Linked DNA regions of Mus musculus: regions 2, 3, 4, 5 and 6 are each linked to region 1. The links are chromatin contacts, called in public Hi-C, HiCAR-type, Micro-C and promoter capture Hi-C maps. All regions are on one chromosome and are shown on one strand. The core of a region is the stretch at or near the end of the contact, and the rest is flanking DNA. Distances in the headings are between cores, read along the strand shown. Region 1 holds the start of 8430419K02Rik (a long non-coding RNA gene). Region 2 holds the start of Ppp3r1 (protein phosphatase 3, regulatory subunit B, alpha isoform (calcineurin B, type I)). Region 3 has its middle 100 kb from the start of Etaa1. Region 4 has its middle 4.9 kb from the start of Spred2. Region 5 holds the start of Wdr92 (WD repeat domain 92). Region 6 holds the start of Aftph (aftiphilin).

What was found. Promoter capture Hi-C pulls out the DNA fragments that hold promoters and counts their contacts. Hi-C and Micro-C count contacts between places; a contact is called where the count stands out from the background. HiCAR-type assays count read pairs that join an accessible place to other places.
Region 2: a HiCAR-type map of astrocytes shows a contact between it and region 1, with 4 times the contacts expected there. The contact joins the promoter of Ppp3r1 here to the promoter of 8430419K02Rik in region 1. A contact is called at or near these places in 3 of 39 promoter capture datasets (liver and pre-B cells), 2 of 115 datasets of contacts at active chromatin or transcription factors (astrocytes and embryonic forebrain) and 2 of 9 other capture datasets (embryonic stem cells and liver).
Region 3: a Hi-C map of embryonic stem cells shows a contact between it and region 1, with 3 times the contacts expected there. The contact joins the enhancer-like site here to the promoter of 8430419K02Rik in region 1. A contact is called at or near these places in 22 of 484 Hi-C or Micro-C datasets (3T3-L1-derived adipocytes, adipose-derived mesenchymal stem cells, cardiomyocytes and 11 more) and 10 of 115 datasets of contacts at active chromatin or transcription factors (craniofacial prominence, differentiating embryonic stem cells, embryonic forebrain and 5 more).
Region 4: a Micro-C map of embryonic stem cells shows a contact between it and region 1, with 6 times the contacts expected there. The contact joins the enhancer-like site here to the promoter of 8430419K02Rik in region 1. A contact is called at or near these places in 2 of 39 promoter capture datasets (cranial neural crest and embryonic stem cells), 11 of 484 Hi-C or Micro-C datasets (LSK cells, Sertoli cells, cardiomyocytes and 7 more), 10 of 115 datasets of contacts at active chromatin or transcription factors (the NIH/3T3 cell line, astrocytes, cardiomyocytes and 6 more) and 1 of 9 other capture datasets (embryonic stem cells).
Region 5: a promoter capture Hi-C map of embryonic stem cells shows a contact between it and region 1, with 7 times the contacts expected there. The contact joins the promoter of Wdr92 here to the promoter of 8430419K02Rik in region 1. A contact is called at or near these places in 6 of 39 promoter capture datasets (the 3T3-L1 cell line, cranial neural crest, embryonic stem cells and 3 more), 6 of 115 datasets of contacts at active chromatin or transcription factors (the NIH/3T3 cell line, astrocytes, embryonic limb bud and 3 more) and 1 of 9 other capture datasets (adipose tissue).
Region 6: a contact with region 1 is called in a promoter capture Hi-C map of hippocampal neurons, with 2.9 times the contacts expected there. The contact joins the promoter of Aftph here to the promoter of 8430419K02Rik in region 1. A contact is called at or near these places in 1 of 39 promoter capture datasets (hippocampal neurons) and 1 of 115 datasets of contacts at active chromatin or transcription factors (astrocytes).

Annotation. Positions count from the first base shown.
Region 1 is chr11:18,876,153-18,880,108 of GRCm38.p6, forward strand. It overlaps 8430419K02Rik (a long non-coding RNA gene), which reads right to left and starts at 1,458. Exons shown (of 4, transcript XR_003949854.1): 1 at 1-1,458.
Region 2 is chr11:17,158,025-17,161,704 of GRCm38.p6, forward strand. It overlaps Ppp3r1 (protein phosphatase 3, regulatory subunit B, alpha isoform (calcineurin B, type I)), which reads left to right and starts at 1,274. Exons shown (of 6, transcript NM_024459.2): 1 at 1,274-1,518. The coding sequence starts at 1,516.
Region 3 is chr11:17,851,330-17,855,348 of GRCm38.p6, forward strand. No RefSeq gene overlaps it. Among named protein-coding and RNA genes, the nearest start is that of Etaa1, 100 kb to the right of the region's middle. Within about 2 kb of position 2,017, at least 4 of the 459 cell types and tissues checked have an H3K27ac peak or open chromatin away from gene starts, as enhancers often do. A contact at or near this core is called in embryonic stem cells, where this site is marked.
Region 4 is chr11:19,917,447-19,921,556 of GRCm38.p6, forward strand. No RefSeq gene overlaps it. Among named protein-coding and RNA genes, the nearest start is that of Spred2, 4.9 kb to the right of the region's middle. Within about 2 kb of position 2,820, at least 338 of the 459 cell types and tissues checked have an H3K27ac peak or open chromatin away from gene starts, as enhancers often do. A contact at or near this core is called in LSK cells, the NIH/3T3 cell line, astrocytes and 13 more, where this site is marked.
Region 5 is chr11:17,209,581-17,213,725 of GRCm38.p6, forward strand. Wdr92 (WD repeat domain 92) reads left to right here and starts at 2,313. Exons shown (of 8, transcript NM_178909.4): 1 at 2,313-2,566. The coding sequence starts at 2,384. Pno1 (partner of NOB1 homolog) reads right to left here and starts at 2,009. Exons shown (of 7, transcript NM_025443.2): 1 at 1,733-2,009; 2 at 1,408-1,557. The coding sequence starts at 1,927.
Region 6 is chr11:20,739,113-20,743,262 of GRCm38.p6, forward strand. It overlaps Aftph (aftiphilin), which reads right to left and starts at 2,444. Exons shown (of 10, transcript NM_001290545.1): 1 at 2,194-2,444. Gm46272 (predicted gene, 46272) reads left to right here and starts at 1,520. Exons shown (of 1, transcript NR_168691.1): 1 at 1,520-4,150.

The sequences.
Region 1 (3,956 bases), core at 208-2,707:
CGATGTGAAAGAGAACCCTACCCTTCCCATTATTTCTTGGCTTCAGTCTCCCAGGAAGACCCCCAACTCTCCCGCCCAGATCTTTTCCCCCAACCAGAGAGCTCTTAGCCTCTAATGCTGCGTCTACCCTTGATGGTATGGTTTGCCAAAGGGCCAGGGGGTGCTGGGTAGCACAGAAGAGACCAGGAAAAATGATGACTCAAACTGGGCGCCCCACACACAAACCCACACCTCCCTGCTTACGGTCCAAACACCCGTTGAGAACCTATATCACCAATTTCTGCTTTAACTGCCTTCCCAAGGGCCGAGGGCCTGTGGGATCCAAAGTGGGGGAAGTTTCTAGGACTTTTAAGGAAACTTGAAGGAGCTTCTGCCCAACACACTGTGACACTATTCTTCTCCATTCTACCGGAGTGCTATACACTCTGGAAGCTCACCCTCTTGCCCAGCCTGACTGTTCAAGGCAGCCTCCAGGGCCCAAGCTCTCACCGACATGCTCCCATGAGCGCCCTGGGATTCGGAAGCCGGGGCTCCGTCTGGAAAAGTCCTGTGAAAGCATTCTGGCAACTACAAACCACTCTGAGGGGTTCCAATTGACGGAGCCCAGAGTGAGCCGAAGAAGTCTTTGAATATGCTTTTGCGCTAACTCATGGACACCCAGGCTACCGAGACAGTTAATTCTTCTTAACTTTGACTTTCAGATGGCGGAGGTGGGGATGGGGGCAAGCATAGGACTCTTCTGCAGACCCCGAGTACCTCGGAGTAGTGTGGGATCACAACTGAGACCCACCCGCCCACGTACCAGCTCCAGCCCCAGCCCCAGCCCCGATGTCGTGCAGAGGGAAACTAAAGGGAGTCTGAGACGCGGCTGGAGCTGGGTGAGCCGGCCGCGGCGGTCTCATTAGAGACATCTCAAAACTCCTCTCAGCCCACCCCCAACACCCCCCTCCCGCCTACACAGGGGGAGCTGAAAGCATCACTGAAGGCTCGGAATTCCAGCGTAAAAGAGCAGTTTTCCCCTTTCACAACGTTCGGACTTTGTCCCTGGAGTTACTCAGTATGCGCTTCTGCCCGGAATGCGATCCCCATACCCAGATCCATCTTCTCTAGGCCCGCTAGGACCCGGCACCCCAACTGCTGTCCTTGTCGTTTGGTCTCCCCAGGGCTCCACCTAGCACGCCTCTCCCCGCGGTAAAACTCGTGGGCCGGGTTCCCCGAGAGGAGACAGCCTCCAAAGGAACTCCTAATACCATCCATACAGCTTTAATGCGCTTATAATTCGATAAGTGATTTCAATTTGAAATTGTTAGTAACTAATTTTATGGGTAATTTTTCCACATCAAATATTTAAGCATCAGATTAAGGGCGCCAGTTCCGACGCATGATCATAAGGGGGTTTCTTCCCCCCCCCTCCCCCCCGCCCCCTCAAAACACACTGCCGCGCTCCGCCTCCCTCCGGTCTCCTACTGCGTCGTTTTTCCAAATCCCCAAAAGGTGGCAGTAGAAGACGACTTTCCTCTTTTCCTGCGGCTCAAAAGAAAGGACAGGGGTGAGGGGCTGGGGGGGGGGGGGAGCGGCGGGGGGAGGGGTGGGGCGAGAAGAGGGCCAGGAGGGACTGGACGGTGCCAGGACTTTGCAAGCTGAGCCTTTAACACGTTTCCACCACCGCGCTAGCGAGAGCAGTGGCGAATTTCCTGGAGACGTCTCGGGCCACGGCGGCGCGCCCGGCGGCCCTGGGGTCGGGGTGCGGGCGACTCGGCACATTTGCACTCAACCCTCAGCCTCGTACAAAAGCGGGAGACGCAGAGAGGGACCCACCGGCTTCTTTCCATTTCTTTGTAGTTTAATATTGTCAATACTGTACAACCAACCTTGGCTCCTCGAGGCCGGGCTCTTCGAACACATAAGTCGGGGGGGGGGGCTGTTAATGGGGGGGAACTGGGGAGGGTGGAGGGAAACTAGGGGCGCAGCGGATGAATTGCAGACCAGTTGCCAAACTTTTTCCCCCTGCTGCCGCTGCTGCGGCTGCCGTGGCTGCAGCCTTTGCTTTGAATGTGTGTAACTAGGAAACAGCAAGCCGTCTGAGAAGACGGAATTTCCAACGTGTAAAATGTTCTTAACGGAACCATTGAGCGAGTGCAATAAGGCGTGAGGGGGAACTAATCTTCCCATTTAAATGTTTGTGGCAATTTTATCTAAATGAATTTTAATGCTAAACGAGGGTAATTCCCCATTTGTAGCGCGTTTGCTTCTTTCCTGTGCTTCTAAAGCAGTCGAACATCGTGCAATGAACAATAACAATAAAAATACTTCCAAGGCATATTATTCATTTTGAATGTGTTATAATTACATTTGATTAAATATGATCGGGTAACATTTTTAAATTTTTTGTAAAAGAAACTTAGTCATACTAGTCTCATTCAGCCAGCGGACTCCCCCCACCCCCCCACCCCCACCCCCAAAAAAGAAGCCTGTATAATTGTGTGCCCTGTTTAGGGGAGGGCGTTTTGTTTTTGTCCTTTAAGAAACATCAAAACCACTCTCCACACCTCTATTATTTTCCTCCTTCCGATAAGTGTCGTCAATAACCTCAAAGCTGGCTCTGAAATTTACAAGAGGAAAAGCTAAAACAGAATTAAACGGGAGGGTGTCAGGGGCAGGAACAGAGAGACCTGAGGAGCAAGGCTCGCACAATCCTCACTCCGAGGGGGGAAACCATGGCACAAAAGCTTGCTTTATTTTTTTCTAATTCCTAGACATTAATGATCATGATTCTTTTTAATCTCCACATTCCCCAGCCCCCCTTTGCTTGCGCTCACTCTTCCCCTCCACCCCCAGCCTCTCCCCCTGTTCTTTTCACCACCCTCTCCTTTCCCCCTCCTCCCCCCTCCCCGGCTTTCTCCCCACCCCGCCCCCTCCTACCCCAACTAGGCTAGAGCCTCCAGGATAATAAAGGCTGACTCACCGGGCTTGTACTGGGGAGGCAGAAGTAAAAGGACGGTTAGTTTATAAAGTTTATTATTATTTTTAAAAGTAAATAAATGGTTGTTAACTGCAACTAACCACCCATCAAAGAAAATGATTTCACTAATATGGACTCTTATGCAGTCGTAGAATTGTCTCGGGGCCAAAATAGGAAAGTTAAACAGTCCCATCTTTGGGGGGGCGAGCAGGGCGAGGTGGGCAACAGCTCTGAGACCAGGCTGCAACCTCTCTCACGTTCTCTCTCTCTCTCTCTCTCTCTCTCTCTCTCTCTCTCTCTCTCTCTCTCTCTCTCTCTCTCTCTCTCTCTCTCTCTCTCTCTCTCTCTCTCTCTCTCTTCTCCCTCCCTCCCCCACCCCCTCTCTCTTCTGCACACCCACGTGTCAGAAACAAGGCCCCATAAACAAAAGGTGAGAGTGCACACCTCTGCTCCTGCAGGTGAGGCAGTGACTCACCATTACCATTACTGAGTAGAGCCAACCCACAGCTGGTTTCTCTTTCCAAATAGAAAACAGGATTGCTGTGGGCAGTTTATAAGGTGACAAGGGTCTGAATGTCAGGCTAGAGTTTAAGGCTTCTGACTCATCCTTTGTTCCCAAAGCAACCAAAAGGCTGTTTTCTTAAAAAATTAATTTGCCTTCATTAAAATATTTGGATATTTCCCTTAGCTTTATGAAGCACTTTTTAGAGCAGCGATTTTATTTAAGTGAAATTATAAGCTATTGCAGCTTAAACATGTTATTTTGAACCATTTAGCTGGCTGCCATGCAGAAATTCTGTACAGCTGTTCTGGAAAATTGGTTAATAACCAGTTTTATCCAATGAGAACATAGAGCATATTTATAAAAATTAGATTTTGAAGTCTGGTCTCTTCAATTTTATATAGTTAATTTCTTAATAAACATGTACTGCTGGCCCTAGATAACATCCCTGGCAAAAGGCTGACTGTGGGCTTCAGCTCTGTCACAGCAGGA
Region 2 (3,680 bases), core at 24-2,523, 1.7 Mb before region 1:
TTCAGCTGTAGAGGCCTAAGAGCCAAATGTAGGTCCAGATGAAGGGATGGATGGATGGTACAGCTGGAGGAATAGAAAGATGGACAGTTGACCAAACCTTGTCAACAGTGAGGACTTAACTGAGTTCAAGCCTCAGGGGCAGTCAAGTGTTCTTTGCCTATCAGGATGGTCGGATGATAGATTGGTAGGGGTTGTTGCCATCACAGTGCTAGATGTCTATCTCTTTATGGAGTCCAGGTGAGGACGTTGCACCCTTTTCTTGGTATGATGTGCCTACCACGTTCTTGTGCCTGGTTTCCCAAACAATTGTAACAAACCTATGCGCTGTTACAGTTTACCCTGATAAATTCATAGGGTGCCACCCTTTCAACGCCAAGCTATAAGGCATTTTCAGTCTGTGAGTGGAACTGGATACATGGTAAGTAGCATTCGTGTCCCCTCCGGTGCAGGCATCCCCCATCCTCAAAGTGGAGTCAAAGCTCGTCTCTCAAAAGCTAAAAAATAATCTACACTTACAGAAGATGAAACAGGTAGAGCAGGACATACCCTGACCTTTATTTTCTATCTATTCAAAACCTGACTAAAATAAATAACATAAATACGTTATCTTTATCACATCTCTCCTACCAACTTATCTTTTCCTCTTAAATATAACTTCTTTCCATGGACTTTATTACCTACTGTAGTTTCACTTCTATAGTAAGGCAACTGCCACCATTACGGACATACCCTTACTACATGGACAACAGGGCAGTCTGTCTCGTAGTATTTCTCTTAAAGGCTTCTTTCTGCACCAGCTGCAGGGCAACCTAGAGGTAGTGTCTGTTGGAGTGGGAAGCAATCCCCCACTCTTGTCAGTGGCTCCCAGGACCTAAGCTGCAGCTAGCTTTGCTTCTCCTATTTTTCCAACTGCGCGCTTGACTCCACAGTGTAGACTTGCCCGTGCCTCGCCATAGTGACATGGTGTCACCCCCCAAGAGCGACACAGCCCTGTGGCAGGTCCTGTCATTCTCCCCATTTTCTCCTCCCAGGAGTCTTCCTCCTGCCGGCCTTCCTTCGGTCACATGACAGGAAGCGCGGCTCTCCCAACGTCAAGACGTCTGCCCCCCCATCTCCATGTCCCCCGGCGCACGGTACGCAAAAAGCGCTGGCGGAGCGCTAGCGGGGCTCTGCGAGCAATCCGGTTGGAGAGCGTGTGCACGGCAGGGCGCGGGTTCCCGGATGTCAGCCTCCCGCAGGCTCCGCCCCGCCCCGCCCCGCGCTCGCTCCGCCCTCTGCGCGCCCTGTTCCGTGCCTTGAGGTTGCGGTCAGCGCGAGCCGCTGCAACGAGTCGGGGCCGCCTGTGAGCGTGAGGCTGCAACCCTCTCCTCCCGCCGACGCATCTCCAACCGGGACTCCGCCCGCCTCGCTCCGGGCCCAGGCCCCGTTGCACCCCGCCCGGCGCCGGACAGCAAAGCCGCCGTCGCCGCGTCCCGAGGATCCTACAGCCGCCGCCAGCGCCGCCCGCCGAGCAAGATGGTGAGACCTCGGTTCCCCGGTCGCGCGAGGGAGGGCCCGGGGCGTCCTCTCGGATAGAAAATTCCAGAGGCCTGGAGGGTGCAGGTGCTGGGTTTCAAGTCCTCGGCTACTTGCGCGGCCCCCGGCTCTGCGCGCTCCCGGGCCGCTGCAAGGCCCTTGCAAGCCCCCCAGCCCCTGCGCGCCTCCTCCGGGCCTCCGCGCGCCCCCCGGCCCCCTGCAAACGCCGGACGTCTCCGCGCTCCCCGAGATTCGCCGCCCCCGCCCTCCGCACGACCCTGGGCCTCCGGGCGCCCACAGAGCCGCCGCCCCCGGGCTCCTAAGCCCGTGGGCCTCCGCGCAACCCCGGCCCCGTCGCCTGTCTGGCTCGTTCGGCCTTTTCTGAACCCCGGTCCCGGGGGGCTGCGCCCTCGCTACCCTCCTCCACGTGAAACCCACTTTCCGCCCCCAGATGGGTTTCCAGGTTGGGTTTTCTGAAATCCGGTGGAAATGATAGTGTGCGGCAAATGGCGCTTTATGTAAGACCCACTTCTCCAGAGTTGTGCTTCCTCCCACTCACTCCGCATTTTCCAGCAGCGAGCCTTGGCAGGGATCCTTCCACTTTCTTGCCTTCTTCGCTCGTTTTCGCATTTATCTCTCTGCTGTTTGCAACCGTAGGGGATTTTTTTTTTTCCCGAGGCCGCTTTTCTCTGCGTTGGTGAACATGAAAGGGCCAGCGTGTATATTAGCTAAGACACCGGGCCTAGAGAAATGCTCATATTGGTTTGTTAATATTTTCTTAGTATTTTTATTTCTGTTTTTCCGGTGCTTGTGGTAGTTGTTTTTGAACGATGGCGATTTAAATTTTCCCTTCCTTACTTTCCTATTAATCCGTAGGTGGAATTCACCATGTAGTATTTCTGGCTGACGCTAGGGGTGTGCCTCCTGCCTGTCACCATAGCCAAGAAATCTATGACGCCTTTAGCTTGTTACCTTACTGGTTCTGTAGCTTCACTGGGCCTCCGTTTCGTCTTTGCAATCAAGAATTGTGTTCACAGACAAACATAGCTGCACTGCGAGTTATATGTCATTTAGTTAAACAGGATACGGGATTGTGACACTTACTGTAAACATCTTTTCAGTACATATCAAAGAATTTCAGGCGGATTTGTGATACTTAGACTCTTTAATTGTACAATACCCCCTCGCATGTAAGATTTAAGTGCTTCAAATGTGCATTGTTTACTGCAGTTGAAAACCGATTAGGTGGTGGTGGTCAGAGAAACTGAGGTTAAATATTCGAGTAAGTCAGCTTTTATTTGAAATATCGGGTTTACTGGCATCGTTAAGACCCACTAGAGGGGCAGCTTTATTAAAGTGGTTCATGATTTTGGAATGTAGAGGATTTTTTTTTTCCTTTATTTAGGAAGCTGTTCAGATGATTTGGCTCCTTGAAGGTTATAAAACTTAGCCTTTTCTACACCATTGAAGAGCATTTAAAAAGATCGTGTCTGTTCACAATAGAGTTGTAATACTTTGAAGTTAGGAATGGCACTTAATATTTTTTTGTTTGTTTTGAGGCTGTTTTTCTCTGGAGCTCATTGGCTGGCCTGCTTCAGTTTCAGCTCTTGCGATGTATACCATCCCCTTATATCAGAGTAACTGATGAAGAGGCCAAGTTCAAAATAGACCTCTCTTCCATCCTCAAGCTTATACTTCAGATGGGTACCTCAGGGCAGTTAAGAAGTTTATTCTTGTATCATCTACAAACCTGCCAAACTGGGATATTTTGTAGCAACACAGTAACCGAAGCTACGAAATGTAACGGAATTTGGGAGCTGACAGCTTTGGGCCTTAATGGAACTTTGTACGTGTTTATTTGAAGATCGGGGTCTATTGCAGTGATTTTTTTTTTTTGAAAAAAAATTAATTTTAACTATGTATATATGGGGGAAGGGTGTGTGGACAAGAGTGCAGGTGCTTTAGGAGACCAGAAGAGAGCTTAGATTCCCTGGATTCTGAGTTACATGTAGTTTTGGATTTCACATAGGTGCCAGGAACCAAACCTAGTTTCTGTAAGTGTGGTGTGCGCTCGCTTGCGCTCGCTCTCTCTTGCTCTCTCTAGCTCTCGCTCTTGCGCTCTCTCTCTCTCTCTCTCTCTCTCTCTCTCTCTCTCCTTATTCTAA
Region 3 (4,019 bases), core at 767-3,266, 1.0 Mb before region 1:
TGCAGCTTCTTGCTTGCCAGTAAGCCCAGCTCCATCCCAGGAGACAGTCATGTTCGGCCTTTCACATCTCCCTATCTGTCCTGCAGGATCTTTTCTAGCAGCTACAATTTGAAAATCTTCCTCACTTACAGGAAACATTTACTTTAAAAAAAAAATCTTTTCTGCCTCTTTCCCACACATCCTAAAAGTGTTTGCCATAGGGCAGACAGAAAACCCCTTTCAGCTTGCCTCTGTCAGACAGACCACAAACAGACAAGGCCAATGGGAATCCGATGCAGTCTGACCGGATGAGAGGGGATGTTTTACTTTGAACTCTGTCTAAAAGGAGACAGGAAATACTTGCTCAAAAAAAAAAAAAAAAAAAAAGGAGGGACGTGGAAAAGCCTATGGACTATTTTACTATGGTCATCCAAGCCCTGTGTCCCAAGACCGAGCCCATAGAAAATTAGATTGCTGTTATACACTGAAAAGAGAAACCTGGAGTAGAATTGCTGATACAAACTGTCAACATCATACAACTTTGTTCCTGTAGACTCTCCTTACAGCAGTGTACATCTAGCTAGGGTAAACCCCTAAAACATTAAAAAAAAAAATGTCTTGGCCCTTAGACAGAGTCTTCAATTTTCCCTTAATTTTAACAAATGTATTTTTTTGTCTCGTGTGCATATTTTCCCTGTTTATGTGGCTGTTTAGTATGTGTGTGCCTGGTCCCACGGAGATCAAGAGAGGTCATTCAGGTTCCTTAGAACTAGAGTTACAGAGGTTGTGAGCCAGCACGTGGGTGATGGGAATCAGACTCAGGCCCTTTGAAGGGATAGCGAGTGTGCTTAACAGCTGAGCCGTTCTTCAGTCCCTTTTCTCGCTTAATTTTAATAAAGAGGCCCACTGGAGAGCATCAAGGAGACGTGAACCTTCCTAAAGCAAGCATGCATGCTGGAGAGTGGATGCTTGTGCTTAGAACAGGAAGAGTTCCTCGGCCCCAGGTGAGTTTATCGTGCAAATAAAGCCCACCGTTGGGGGGCATTGTGCAGGTACAACTTTGGGTACTGTCATGACACTAATTAATAAAGCCATAACTGCTTTATTACTTTATTAGAACCAAAAAAGATCTCCCAAAGATCACGTTCTCGGTTTAGTCAATACAGAAATTAGATCAAATGTGAACTGGAAATTAAAGCTTAAGCAGTCTCCTGGAGGTTAAAGAGACGGGGAATAAAAGCCGTAAAGTGAGCAGGTTAGAAAGACACACTAGAGGTCGCTGTTGCTGCTCGAGCTGAAGGTGTGTTCACTCGCATGCATGCATGTGTAAATGCAAATATATACATATATCATAAGAATTGTTTTGGGAGATTGTATGAATGTTTGAAAATTTTTGGAAAGATCAAGTACCTTTGTTAAATCCAAAAAAAAATCCATTAAAGTATGATTTTTTTTTTGACTTTTGATTTTTTTCCCCCTTTGGGGTATGTGGATAGTTGAAAATTGAAAAGGAGATTTTTTAAAAGAAACTTTTATTTTATTTTAAAAATTCATCCAATAACTAGTCACGTAGTAAATATTTTGCCTCTGATAAAAATTCTCACATTTACTTGGTGCAGTTTGAAAAACACCTTTCACATGCACATTAATGGAACCAACAGTCAGAGTAATTGATGGGTCAATATGCCTCCTCTAATTATGGAAACTGGTTCCACTCCCTAGTAATGTGAAAGAAAAGTCAAATTAAGATAAAAAAAAAATTTTTTTTTTAGTCCAGTCTTTGAAGGTGTATGGAAAATGTTTTCAGTGTGGCAATCCAGGGAAAATCATGAAACAGGTTTGGGAATTGTTGTAAACATTTTCAAGTTTATATAAATAAAAGGAAAATATTTTAGAAAAACAAGGATGCCCCTGGGACCATCACGTTGCAAATGGAGTGAGTCTGGTGGAACTACGTTTTTGGAGCTCCTGAGGAGGGCTCTAGATTTTTCTGCCTCCCATTAAGCCTTCGGATGAGTTACTTGTGAAGGCCGTGGTGAGAGGAGAGGTCAGTTACAAGGTCACAGCCAGACTGAAGGGGTTTACAGAAAAGCTAATGGCAGAATGACCAATCCAACAAAGGAATCGTCTCGTTGCCAAGCAAAGGATTCCATGGGTTAACCTTGGTTAAATTGCTTCCCTTTGTCTTTTGTTGACTGTTGCTGGTCACAGGGATTGAGTCCAAGCCATCAGAGCATGCTCAATTCATGCATAAAGCCCAGGTACCTCGGAAAGTATTAGTCGCACCTACATTATCTTTGGTAACAGAGATCTCCGGGTTTCAACTGCTAGACTTGAAACAGTTTCAAAACAATGCCCTCACTTTTCTGTGTATATAGAACCTGCCTTCCTTGAATACTAAGGAAAGCTAGCAGGCCTAGAGAAAACTGACCAATTTTCTTCCTTTGCTGAGCATGTTTTTTCCCCTTTGTCCTGCTGATCATGGTCCTGGGAGTAGTTAAAGTTCAAAGAGCTGGATCCCAATTCCTTACAGAGTTACTTTCTACAAGTTTCAGGAGGTGGGGGGCAGGGGGGAATGGATAAAACGGAGTTTGAATTTAATTTACTGGAGAATTCAACGTTTTAAAATCACATTTTCCAAGTATCTTTGTTGAATTACTAGTAGTGGGGCAGAGGACTTGTAAGAGGCTCAGAACTTCGATATGACTCAGAAAACAATGGTTTTTCCACATAGAGTGCCACATGGAGGACCACTTGGGGCTTGGCCCTTCAGCCCTTTCTCTTGCTCAATGAAGGTGAACTTGGGTAAGTCCCTGACCTTGCTGACTCCAACTTCTTCTTTGCAAAGAAGATATAATTTCTGCCTCTCCCAGTAGGCTTCTACAAATCAATGGCTGTTAAGTAATTGGCACTCAGAATGGCCTGGGTGCCTGTCTGGTGTCATTATCATTGTCTTAGTGGAAATTCACAGGCTCTCTTTACACCTATTGAAAGGGATATGAACTGTGTTTACTGTTCCTTTTGAAAGCAGCTTTTAAAAACAGCAACTTGAAGAAAAAACTTAACAGTTCAACAGCTCGTTCAGAAGAAGAAACAGATTCTAATTAGTGATTGTGTTTCTCTTTTTCCAAACAGTTTTGTGTACACAAGCTCAAACTTGGACTTTCGGAAAAATAGAGCACTTTACTATTATAAGACAAAACCATTATCATAATTTTTGGTTAAGAAAATTATGTGCATTTTATTAACCAAAAAATGTGTTTATGCTTTTCACCATGTAACTATTTTTTGAAAGTATCCTGTTCTCCATAGCCTGGTTAAAGGACTGTGGGCTCCTTGAAGTCAGCCACATTTAAGAGCAATCCCACAGTTCTTACAAGGTTGAAAACCACTGCCCTCATGGGTTCTGGTAGCAATTATAATATGCAATACATTTTGTTTTAAATGGAAGGTTTCATAATGAAATTTGGAAGCCAGCGTCATTTCCCTTCCTTGGCTTACTACAAAAAGAGGATTTGAGGGAAAACAATAAAGGAAATAGCAAGGAACTATTATATGACCTTAGGCAAATCTGTTCTGTAACTCATCCTTCTACAAACACACACACACACACACACACACACACAGAGAGAGAGAGAGAGAGAGAGAGAGAGAGAGAGAGAGAGAGAGAGAGAGAGAGAGAAGCAAACATAAGCATAGAATGGAGACTTGACATTTTCTTGGTATTTTGAAAAATGTGTATATTAGTCAAATTGAATGATTAATTGTTACCAAATTGTCTAATTAACCAAATAACTCCGGAGCTTCCGTGCGGTCTTCTGAACAAGTCCTGCCTGGGGCACGAGGAGGATGAGTTTCCTTCCCACTTGGGTGTTGCTGTGAGACATTATGAGAATCTGATGCTCTAAGAGTTGAAAAAGCTACTTTTATCTTCCCATCTTGCTGTGAAGAAAACACTGCGGTTGTCTTTTAGGATAGATAAAAAAAATTGAATGTCCTTGCTCTCAGCCAACCCCTACAAGACCGTTTTTTGAATTGCT
Region 4 (4,110 bases), core at 1,570-4,069, 1.0 Mb after region 1:
GAAAATGTTAGGTACCGAGCAGGATCCAATTGGTGACTTTTTTCAGCTGGTCACTTGAACCCCCTACGGAGTGGCAGACAGCCAGGTTATCTTAGAAACAGCCTGAACAGGGATAGGCATTAGCTGTTATTTTAGGAGCCCCACTGTTCTTTGTCACTGGGCTGTGACCAAGCCTGCCTGAATGCACCCTGCTTGGCCTGCCCACCCATAACGCAGCCTTCTGGGAAGGGGGCTGGGGATCGGTTCCTTCCTTCCATGCAAACTGCTTTACTCAGTAACACCCTGCAGCTACCTGCACTCAGGAAGGGGAGCTAGGATCTAGTCACAAAATGTTCTTTCATTCCAACGGTCACCGGCTCAGATGCCCCCTGGGGCCAGCAGACTGTGCAGCTTCTACTCAACAAGCTACCAACCGGAGCTTGGTGCACAGACTGGCCAAAGCCTTTCTTCCTATTTTTTCCCTCTCCAGGAGGAACCAATGATCTCAAGTTTTATATAGAATATTCTGGTTTTAGGCTCAGTTTTCAGTTTTACTTAGGAAAAAGAAAGAAAGAAAGAAAGAAAGAAAGAAAGAAAGAAAGAAAGAAAGAAAGGAAGAAAGGCAGTCAAAACCAACCTTGTCTGAGAGTCTTCTTATGCTGCCCAAGGGCTGTCAGTTTGTGACTTTGGTTTGATTCACTAATCCCAGAACAATGGGTGCCACTTGCCCTACATTTGCATAACTAAAATCGACCTGGCAAGGATTTGGGACTGAACAAAGATTAGTTGTGACTTGGTTAAGGAAGGTTCATGACTTCAAAATAAAAAATCAAACCTTTGGCTTGGACCTTGTGGCTGCCCTGACCAGTTCCTGTCTCTAACCCCCGTGTGCACCTCAGAACTTTTATGCTCATCTGACTCTCTCTCCCTTTACCTCTTGTTCCAGTTATCTATCCACAACCGTGGCATCACACTATCTGCCAAGATTTGACTCAAACCTCCCAGCCTCTGGGGAGCCTTTCTCTGACCTTAGCTTACTCTGGTGCTTACCCCACTCATACAAACACCAGCCATTGGCCACAAATCCTAACCTGTTTAGATGCCTGACACACACAACCCAAACCCCAGAAGGCAGGAAGTTCGTGTGCCTTGGCATCCCCGTGGCTTCATAGAATACCCTGGACCTTAAGCAGCTATGAAAAATAATTGCCTTCACCATGGCCTCCCACCCACTAAAAACCCACGTGTGAAAGAAGCTGCAGCAAGGAATGATGGGAAACAGTGGCAGCCCAGCTACTCGGGAGGTTGAGAGAGAAGGGTGGTGAGGATCGGACCAGCCAGCTCTGCAAGCCAGGCTCCTCTCCTTGGCCTTCGTCTTTCCTTTGTTTAAGTCATAATGTGTGAAGAGAAACTACAGACGTGGCTAGGTGGTAGAATGCTGGCCCAGCAGCTGGACCTCGGTTCAGTCTTCACAAATATACTGGCTCATATGAGCAAAAAGGAAATCTAGTTGAGCTCAGAAGTGGTGGTGTGTGCGCGTAATTCCAGCATTCATGAGGCAGAACCACGACAGAGAGAGGGGGTAGGGGTTGGGGGGAGAGAAAGAAATGATGTCCTAAATTTTAGGACTAATTTTTCTAGGCCTATGTGGTGGTGCACGCCTTTAAGCCCAACACTCAGAAGGCAAAAGCAGACTGACTTGAAGGCCAACTAGGGCTATAGAGACTGCTAAAACGGGGGGTGGGGGGGTGGGGGTGGGGTGGGGGGGTGCGGCGGTGGCAAAGGATTCCTTCACATGCTTGTTAAATACACACACACACACAAGCAAGATTTAAAATTCATTTAACTACGGACATGGCTCCAGCTTCAGTTGCTGCAGTTTCTGAATTAATTAGTCTTCATTCATTTGTTTTGTCTCCTCTGAGAAAACCTTAAGGACTCCCGTGTCTCTCACCGTGTAGGTGAAGATGATCTTGAGGTTACAGGCCGGATTAATGAGGGGCTGCAGAGTCGAACCTAGGGCTTCATGCGCAATAAAAGCTACAATGCACCCTACTAACTGGGCCACGTACCCAGCCTGACTCAGAAATTCTGATCCTCCGCAAGATTAGGGGAGGACCCCTCTCTGTCTCCTCTCCTCCTCTCGGTCTGACTCTCTGCCAGGATCCAATTTGCAATCCACTTGCTTCCTGTTAAAGAGTTCAGGAGTGCACCCCAAGGTCAGCCTTCTCCATCTTTCCTGGAGTGGGTGGGGGAAGGGCTAGAATTGGGTAGTAACTTGCCAGAAACAGCTCTTCCCACCGAGCTGCGGCTAGCTAGAAGGTGAGCTGCCACAGACGAAAAGACCCTTTGCATAGCCCATTCTTAAACTGGCTGAGGCTTGTACAGTTGTAAACTGAAACTTGGGGCAAACCCTGGCGGTTACATTTTTTACACAAAGAATGCTTCCTTCTTCGCTCCGTCGATTACTTCCTGCATTCTGACTCTGCTGAGCAAATGCATACCCGAGCCTTTGGTGAGCTGCTGAGCACGGTCGAGCCACCCTCCTACCTGAAGTGGCGACCGCAGTAGCAGCGGGCTTGGCGTTTCATTCATAATACTTGCACCAGCGTGGAGGGAGGCGGGGCGGGGGCCTTTCGTCTGTTTAATAAAATCCCGGCCATGCAACCGAAAGGGAAAATGATCCCGGAGTATGCTGCCCGGGGGATGAGCCCTGCACCGCCGCCCTTGGCTAATTATACCGGAGATTGTGCAATGGGCCCGAGCCATTCACCCTGCAGGGCCGCGGCGCCTCTCACTACGTCTGCACAGTCCTCGGCTCCCTTGGCACAGCGGGTACCCGCGGCTGCTCGCCCGAGCATAGTGATGCAGGCGCTGCAGCGGCCCGGGCGCGGCCGGAAGGAACTGATAAACCGGCGCGCGAGTGGCACCCCTCCCCCGCGTCGGAAGTGTCCTCGAGCGCCGGTCATTGAGAAATACTGAAGGGGCAGAGTGGGGTGAGGCGAGGACAGCCCTGAGGCCGCGGCTCCTGGCCTGTGATCCCACGCGCAGCCGGCTGTCCGGCCGCCTAAGTGCGGGTTCCGCACTGCGCCCCACAGGGCCGCCGGCTCGAAAAGCAGGAGCTGCCCCGCTGCAGAGCCTGCAGATCCGGCCGCCGAGGGGCGCTCCGGGCTTTCCCACAGCCCCTGGGAAAGGAAAGAGCTACGGGGCCTCCCCTGCCCAGCCTGTGGAGTTAAGAGGCAGGCAACTGTGCTGGGTTTCCGTGAAGTTGTGAGCAGATCGATAGTACTTTTGAAGTTTTAAGATCTTACTGAGTAAACACTTTATTTTAAAAGACTCAAGTCTCAAGTAGTTCAAATTGGCCTGGAACTCAATGACCTTGAACTTCTGACCCTTCTGCCTCCTGAGATAAAAGATTGTGCCACCGTAGTCTTGTATCAAAAAACAAAACAAAATAAAACAAACAAACAAAAATCCCAAATTCTCTGGGTTTGTTGTTGTTTTGTGACTTGTGTTTTATTTTTTAGTCAGGGTCTCACTCTAGCCCACATTAGCCTGGAACTGTGTACTCCAACGGACAGTGATTATTTTGTCTCAGTCTCTCGAGTCTACCGTGCCCCGATTGATGGTTATAATGCTTCTGAATTGAAATCTAAATCTAAGATTGGGACAAACTAATATTTTTTTTTTTTTTTTTTTGGTTTTTCGAGACAGGGTTTCTCTGTGTAGCCCTGGCTGTCCTGGAACTCACTTTGTAGACCAGGCTGGCCTCAAACTCAGAAATCCACCTGCCTCTGCCTCCCAAGTACTGGGATTAAAGGCTTGCGCCACCACGCCCTGCTTACTTATTTTCGAATGTCTACGATTTTTTTTTTTTTGAGAAAGGACATGATTTTATTATAGTTTGTGGGGGTAACAGAATAAGAAAAAATAAGACATCAGTGGGACAAATCAAAACAAATAAATCCCGAGACGTTACAACAAACTCTAGAAATAGATCGGTGTGATCCAAGTAATTCATTAGACACTTCCGTTATTGTTCTTTGGGAGTCATCCACCTTGCTTTTCAATCTGAAAGTTGTCAGACCACAGAAGTGACTAGTAAGCCCTGTGGAATTTTCCTGTCTCCAT
Region 5 (4,145 bases), core at 1,063-3,562, 1.7 Mb before region 1:
AGTTCTATGCACACTCTCAAGGCAGCCTCTCCTCAACAGGCCGGACATGTTGTGCCATAAAGGATCATTTCGATGCTGTTGTTTCCCAAATCAACAAGTCTAGTTCGGAATACTTACATGCCTGGTACTGAGGAAATCAGAATAGTTTAAGTAGGAATCTTATCTACAAGTAATCACTTGAACTGCAGAAACTACTGTTATTCATAGAATGCCCATCACCGTAATAATAATATGCTGTACACATCTAGCTCTAAGCTTCACTCTGACAACTTGAGTATTATATAGTGTAAACAAATGAGGAAATTAAGGCACTAAAAAAAATCAAACACAAATCTAATTTCTAAAATATCCCTTTGGGTCTCCCACACAGTCCATTTGAAGAGATTACACATTTGACAAATTTAGAAGCATACAGAAGTGTGTTCAGATTTTCACACCCAAAACCAGACCCCAGCAGGGCATGGCAGCACATGCCTTTAGGTCCCATACCCTTCAGATCTCTCCAAGTTCCAGGCTAGCTAGAGCTACAGAGTGAAGCCTAGTCTCAAAGAAAAAAAAAAGAAAGGAAGAAAGAAAGAAAAAAGAAAGAAAGAAAGAAAGAAAGAAAAAGAAAGAAAGAAAACAAAAATAAAACAAGAACAAAGCCACAAAGCCCCAGACTCTGGCTCTCACCCTATGTATGACTCTCGGCAAGTCCCATGAACATCTAGGATTTAAGTTTTCTCACCCCTGCCTAATCCTCCAGCACTCTCATGTCTATGGGTGTATATCATCTATGTCATACCTTAAGGAACAAATGATGTGGTATACGTTAAGCTATCACTGTGCATCTGATATATGGTATCAGCAAATACTAAGAACACAAACCAATGACCCTGCAGTAAACAAGGCAGCTAAAGTAGAACAGAAATGTATAAACTTCTGAAGAGAGCTTGAGTTCTCTTGAAAGCTGACTGGAACTGAAGTAAGAAGACAGCAGAGAAAGTGGCCTTCTCCAGAGACCAGAGCCACCAAAGATACTGGCAGGGGAAAAAAAAACCAAAAACAAAAAAAAACAAAAAAAAGGGAAACAAACACAACTGGGTCTCCTACTTGAAAGGCAGGCTTAGTCAAGTGTCTGGCCTTTATCCCTTAGGAATGCCGAGGAGGCTAGAATACCATAATAAAAGCATTGTGATATGGGAAAATTAATTTGGCACTGACACCGAAGATCTACTGAAAAAAAAATAAAGGAATTAATTTACATTTTTTTCTAAGTGGCACACGTTTCCTCCAAAAAGAGCACTTACACTGAAGAAAGTACCTACAATTACCACTTGTTTAGGCACTACCGTGTATCATTGTCTACTTTTATTAAGGCTGAAACTACGAAATGGTAGGCTACGAAATGGCTACCCTCTTCCTTACCCTGATTTCTACATTCCTTGATTTCAGGTTAAAGCGTATCTGAAGTCCCAAATGTTCTACAATCGGAGTAAATATCTTCATCCAGTTTTCTTTCAACGGTGTGTATCTGTTACCTGGGACGGGAATTTTCCTCGTTTCTTCTTTCCCAGTCTGCAATAAAAACATACACACTCAGGAGGCGACTGAGAGATGCGGGCCTAGGCGAAAAAACAAACAAACAAACAAACCCCCCAAAACAACAAAACAAAACAAAACCGAGAACCGACCCTTTCACCTGGACGCCCGGGCCCCGCCCCGCCCCGTCCCGTCCCGTCCTGATCCCCACCAGGAGCTGATCCCCGGAGAGCGGCGGGAAGACCGGCCTCTTCGCCGGCCGCGCCTCCTCCGTGTCCATGCGTCCGGCTTCTCCATCCTGTCCCGCCGCTGACGACTGCTCAGCCTGTCGTTTCTTCGCCCGGCGGCCCCCTCTGTGCGTGACGGGAGTAAAGCCGTCCTCCGTTCCGGTGCTTTGCGTCTCCATCTCGGCCAAGATCAATCCCGGCAAGTACGACTAGAGGAACACGTGCGTGGTTGTACAGCGCATGCGCCAGCCTCCACCAATCGATTTGAAGACACCACCCCTTTTCCTAGGCGGGGTCCATGCCAGGGGCCTAAGGCTGGATTGGTCCGCGTTTCGGAATTGCTGTCCTGGGATATGCCTGTTTGCTAATGTCTCCGTGCCCTCATACGCTCGCAGCCGAAGCATTCACAGTCTTTACTGTGTCTATGTAAAGTCGTTGTGGTAACGGCAGTAAATTAGCTTGTGCCATGTGTGGAGAAGCATCTGTTGCGGTCTCAGTAGCTCACACGGCATTTTCGGAGGCATCCAAGCCCAACTTGCTAAGGCTTCCGGGTAGAATGCGGCTAGGGAGGGACAAACTGCCCCTGATCTGTTTGCAGTCTGGTTACCAAGTTAGCGTTTGGTTGCATCTACACCATGTCCACCTTCGAGAAGCCTCAGATCATTGTCCACATTCAAAAGGGCCTCAACTACACAGTGTTCGACAGCAAATGGGTGCCCTGCAGTGCCAAATTCGTGACGATGGGCAACTTTGCCCGGGGCACCGGCGTTATCCAGGTGTACGAGATCCAGCGCGGGGACCTCAAGCTGCTGCGGGAGGTGGGTGCAGGCTTGGACCGTTTGGGTTTGCGTGATCTAGGGTCTGATTCCTCAATGCTCCAGCAGAAACAGAAAGGAGGTGACAGATTGAGAAATACTTCAAACTAGGCTCTCACTGCAGCCTCTTCCTCCCACCATCCTCCGTGCAGTCCGTTGCAAGGTTTCTGGGAAGTGAAGTTAACATTTCGTGGCAACGTTCTTGGACCTTATAGGCTGTTAGCAGTTGTCGTAGTCTACTAGTAGATATATGCAATAAACCCACATTTCATACAAGCAAAACCAAAGGAGGCACCGGGATACCTACAACAAAGTTGATGACGAACTAGTAAATACCACATCCTTTCAAGAAGTGTCAGTTCAATGCCTGATAGTCCCAGGCATGGGAATTGCAATGCCAGCTATATCATGGAGTTTATTTTCTGTTGGGGGAGACAGTCCAACAGCCAGACCAAGAATGCATACATACATGTAAACTCATCAAGATGAGTTTTCTAATGTGCAGGTCTATAAAAGTAAAAACAGATGCAGGACGAGTAGAAACTAACTAAAGCAAATTTAGAGTAGAGTATGAAGTTTCTTACAAAAAACAGCATGTGAGAAAGCTCAGTGATAATGGTGGAAGGTAGTTTATTATCTTTTTAAAAAAGAAAAACACGAGCTAGAAGTGGTGTTGCACACCTTTACTCACGGCAATCAAGAGAAAACAGCAGGAGAATTTCAGTTTGAAACCCTATCTGCAACAACCACAACCCCCGTAAAATAAAATAAAATACACATTCATAAGGGATAAGTAATGACCATTGCAAGATATGTAAGACATTCCACAGATTTGTCCTTCATTTTGCTTTAAGGAAAACAGGACACCACTGAAGGACTTTTAGGCGGATAATGCAAGACTAGATTACAGGTTTCGTATCCAGCTGCCAGTGAGCCAATTACAGAATGGGGACAATAATTGACATTTTCTTTATCCCTCCTTCCCTCCCTTCCTTTCTTCCTTTTGTGTGTGTGTGTGTGTGTGTTTTCTATGTTACTCAGCTGGCCTCAAACTGATAATCCTCAAACAAGGCTCTCAATGGGCTGGGGTTCAGGTCTCCTGCCACAGTGCTGAGTTGTGGCAAAGTAACAGTTTTATAGTTCGTTACAGTATTTAAAATGTTTCTATTTGAGTTGAATGGAACAAATTGCAGCCACACGGAGGTGTTGAGAGCTGATAAGAGGTTAGGGAAGGTAGAGGATAGATAAGCTTGCAGGGCAAGGTATGTGGAGCACAGTCCTTCCCTGAACTTTGCTGAGAGCCTGTTTTCCGGTTTAGTTCCTACTCTATAGCCAGGTATTGGACTTGGAGATTCTAAACATAGATTGATCCTTCCTGCCTTGCCTTATGTCCTTCATCTGTTGCTGGTCCAGTGGCCAGTTCAGATTATCTGATTTAGGAAGCCCCTTCTGATCTCTGCTCAAGGAACCTTTCAGTACATTCCACTCCTATAATACTGACCATCTGTGCCAGAAGTAAACAGTCTGTCTCATTTCTAGATAGTAAGCTGGAGAGCAAGGGCAGGGTCTTCTCCTGTTCTTT
Region 6 (4,150 bases), core at 1,194-3,693, 1.9 Mb after region 1:
CACTGGTACAGTGCCTGCCTAGAATGCATAGGGCCCTGAGTTCATGCCTCAGCAACACAAAACAAACGGAAAAGTGTAAGGATGTAGCTTACAGGAAGCAATATGTATCAATGTTAGCAATTGTTATACAAAGCTGCAAAAGTGTATGCACATACACATGCATATACTAAATTAGAAAAGTTAATTACCAAAATACCATACATAAAATTCGGTTGCTGAATGTTTTCAAAATCACATTAAAAAAACCAAAACCAAAACCAAAAAAACAAAAATGAAGTTTAGATTGTGAAGTCTTTTTGACCTACATAACAAGGAACTGAAAGTGCTTAAAGAGAAAAGGCTTTTATTTTTTAATCTACAAATTGATGAAAGCTGGACATGATGGCATATATCCAAGTGCTTGAGATGCAGAGACAGGAAGATAAGGAATTTGAAGGTAGCTTCAGCTACATATGAGCTACATGAAACCTGCCTCAAAAACTAAAAACAAACTGCTGGTAACATTAAATTAGAACATAAACATTTAACTTAGATAATTCTTGAGGGTTTTAAAGTATCTAAATATGCAAGAGACTGCTATGAGACTTGAGGGGAAGGCTTGTCAATTCCTCAATGAAATGCTATTTAATAATTCCTTTTCAATTAGATTTCACAAAAAATAAACTACAAGTACTCAACTTTCACAGCTTTTTGCATCTAGCTTTTTATTAACTATAAGCAGGACAGCTTAAAAATAACTTTAAAATAATGTTTTATAGTAGAATCACCTAGATTGTGAGTTTTCATAGACAATTGGGTTCTACAAAATTTACCAATGCCATTATGGATATATCTTTGTGGAATTATTTTCATTATAGCTTCTAGGTCAAAAGATCAGATAACATTAAATTCAAGTGCCCTACATATTATGAGTCTTATTAAATTTTTTCCAGGAGCTTTTTAATGATTTAAAAATATGTCTCTAAACATCAATAGATAAATCTGATACACTATATCTAATAAGAATCTAGTAAGTGCTATTTACTGATCTAGAAATTACAATGCTGGATCTAACTTGCTATTCGTGTGAGAGATATCCATGTATATGGCTACCATAGGTACTTTGTTTTAACAAATACACTTCTGGAGAGTGTTAAAAATGATCCCTACAAATGCCAACGTTTAGAAACTTATAAAATATGGTAAACTAGGCTGCTTATATCAACGCATTAGAGTTGAAGCAGAGTTCCCCCTAGAGTTTAGTATATATTTCTCTAATAGTTCAACAAATGTAAAATCTGATTTGAACCTTTCCAAAGTTCCTATCCCCACCACTATCCCCCCCCCGCAAAAAAAACACCTCGTGAAAGATATTTATGCCCTGAAGTTTGAGTAAAGTTTTACTTCTTTTAGTAAGAACTCTGAAACAGAACCAACGCTCCTTTGACGCTCCCTGCCCCCTCCCCGTTAATATTTACATGTATGAGTCAGTTCTTTCCTCAACCGCAACAGATTCAGATTCAGAGGGACATCACGCTATAACTTGAATAAACCAACAAGGTGGGGGCGGTAGGAAGCACAACTAGTCTCCGTTTCCAAAGGGAAAAAGAACCCACCACCGTTCACCCTCTGTCCCCGGCAGCACCTGCCACGTCGGGAGCTTAAAGAATAATGGCTCAACTTTCGGACGCAAGGAGGGAGAAGACACAGATAATTTCCTGAGGAGTGCCTAAAAGGTCCTCTCCGCAAGGGACACAGCTCTGGGCCGTCTCTGTCCGTTGGAGCATTCAGAGACCCTTCGAGGCGGCACAGTCCTGCAGCAGCCGGCCTCGGGCCTCCGCGAGGCAGACAGTGTTTACACCTGTCACGAGGGAGGTGGGAGCAGGAGGACGCCGGAGCGGAGCCCCAAACTTCTACACAGCGGCCGGGAGGGAACCCCGGCGCGCAGCTCGGGGCGGGTGGACGGCGAGAGGCAGGGCGGGCCACGGCGGCCGGGAGGGCACGGCTGGCTCTCCTCGGCCGAGCCTGGGATGCCGAGCGCCGTGCCACTCGGCTTCGGGCGCTGCCAGCGGCGTTCCGCACCCGCGGAGAAGAGCAGAGCCCGCGCCGGAGCTCGCAGGCCCGCACGCGGGCCGACGCGGGCAGGCGCTCCAGGCCGGGGCGACTAGCCGGGCCGGGTCCTCCGCACCCCGGGAGCGCGGCGGCAGCACTCACCTGGCTCGTCCCGGGCGGCCGCGATGGGCATGGCTCGGCGGCCCGGGGAGGAACTGGCTCCCCGGGGAAGGACCGGTTACTCGGACGCTGAGCTGGTGAGGGCGGAAGGGGAGCTGTTCCCAGCCCTGTCAGCGGCGCGGCGCCATGGACGCCCACCCGGAGTTTCAGCGCTGCCGCGGGACCCCCATCCCACTACCCTCCGCCCTCTTCCGCCGCCGCCGCCGCCTCCGCCTCCTCCTCCTCCGCGGAGACCCCCGCCCACTCCACACACTCTCCCATCATGCAGCGGGGAACCGCTGCTGTCCATACGTCACTTCCGGGCGCAGGTGGCTAGGTCGGGGCCGGGCGCTGGTGGGTGCCGGGGTGGGGGAGGACACTCCAGGGGAATTAGTGTCACAGACTTCTTACTTCTGCGCAGGCGCCGTCGTGTGGAACGACGTTCGCCATTTTGGTTGCGGGCAAACGGTCTTTTTTCCGTACTCACTGAAGTGTGGGCTGGGGACGTCCTCCCTCCCCTCCCGACCCTCTGAGGCAGCGCTCCGGGCCACAGACCTGAGCTTCTCTCCGCCCAGTACTTTCCCGATGAGCCGGGGAGAGGGTTAAGTTCCGCCTTGGAATAAAACTGCAGACGTATGGAAATACGGAACCAGATCTCTGCTGAAAAACCGGCTGGACAACATTCAGCAGCTTGTCCTTTTTGCCCGGAATAAAAGACTTTCATTCCCTTCCCTTTTTATGTAAGCCAACAAAAGAGGAAGCTGTTATTTAACAAACGAGAAGTGATTGTCCTACTTAAGACGAGAAGTCAGCAGGCAAACTAACAAATGGTCTTCTACAAAAATCAGTCCAGAATTGTGTTGGTGTTTGGAGAAGATGATCATTTTCATACATCTTTCCAATCAACTTGTGCATTTGAGCGATTCTATACAATAGAGGTCATAAGAGGTTTTTGTTTCCATCGGTTCCTGAGCAATTGGTCTTTTTTTAATAACATCTCCCCGTCCTTTATTATGACTCTGTTAGAAACCATTCCACTGTAAAACTCAGACAAAGCTGCAGGATTTTTATTCCTGTCTCAGACGGTGAACCCTGGACTCTACCCTACAAACCCTGAGCCCTGCCGGGTTCTCTTTCTGCCCACGCTGAATTATTTAAAATAGTTCCCAAACCGCAAAGCTCAGCAGTAACCGAAAGGAACAAGGACTGAAAACACCCGTCATCTCAGAGAACTGTCTAGCCCTTTGACTGGAGGAATTACACACGTTGAAAAAGATAAGGACAATAGCAATTCATCATGGTTTATCCTGCCTCTGCAATGTTCTAGACAAATTAACTTGAAGAACTAAAATAGACCCTCATTTGTCTCCTCACAATTCAGTCATTGCAAGATAACAGAGACTGCATTGCTGCTTTGTGGTTATGCTGAATATTTTTGTTATTGGCCAGTCACTGAAGTGAGAAAAATCTATATGGCTTGTCAAATTTATTCCTTTTGTATTTCGCCCCCTGCTGGTGTAGCTCGTGTGCAAATTAAAAAAAAAAAGTATGTCACTGTAAAACATGTTTATTGTCTGAGAATGAAAGTAAAAAAAAATGCGTGTAAAACTGAAAATTAATTTATTTCAGACAAACATATGTTTGTTTTCACTTGATAAATCTACCAAATAAGTACTGACTAAGATCCGAAGGAAACGTTTGAATGATGATTTTCAAATAATTTAAACCAATCAAAAATGTTTAATATAGTGATTCTAAACATTAAAAGGAAACCGTGCAGTTTGGGAAAGTATCTTCCCGATTTCACAAATTATATGATTACCAAATGATTATCTTTGTTAGGTAAGTGAAGAGGCTAACTCTGTTTACTTAATTTTTTTTTTTTTAAATCCATGGAAGCTGAGTAGCTATTTGTTCAAATGACTTGGGAGCACAATCAACCTACCTGTAATTGGATACT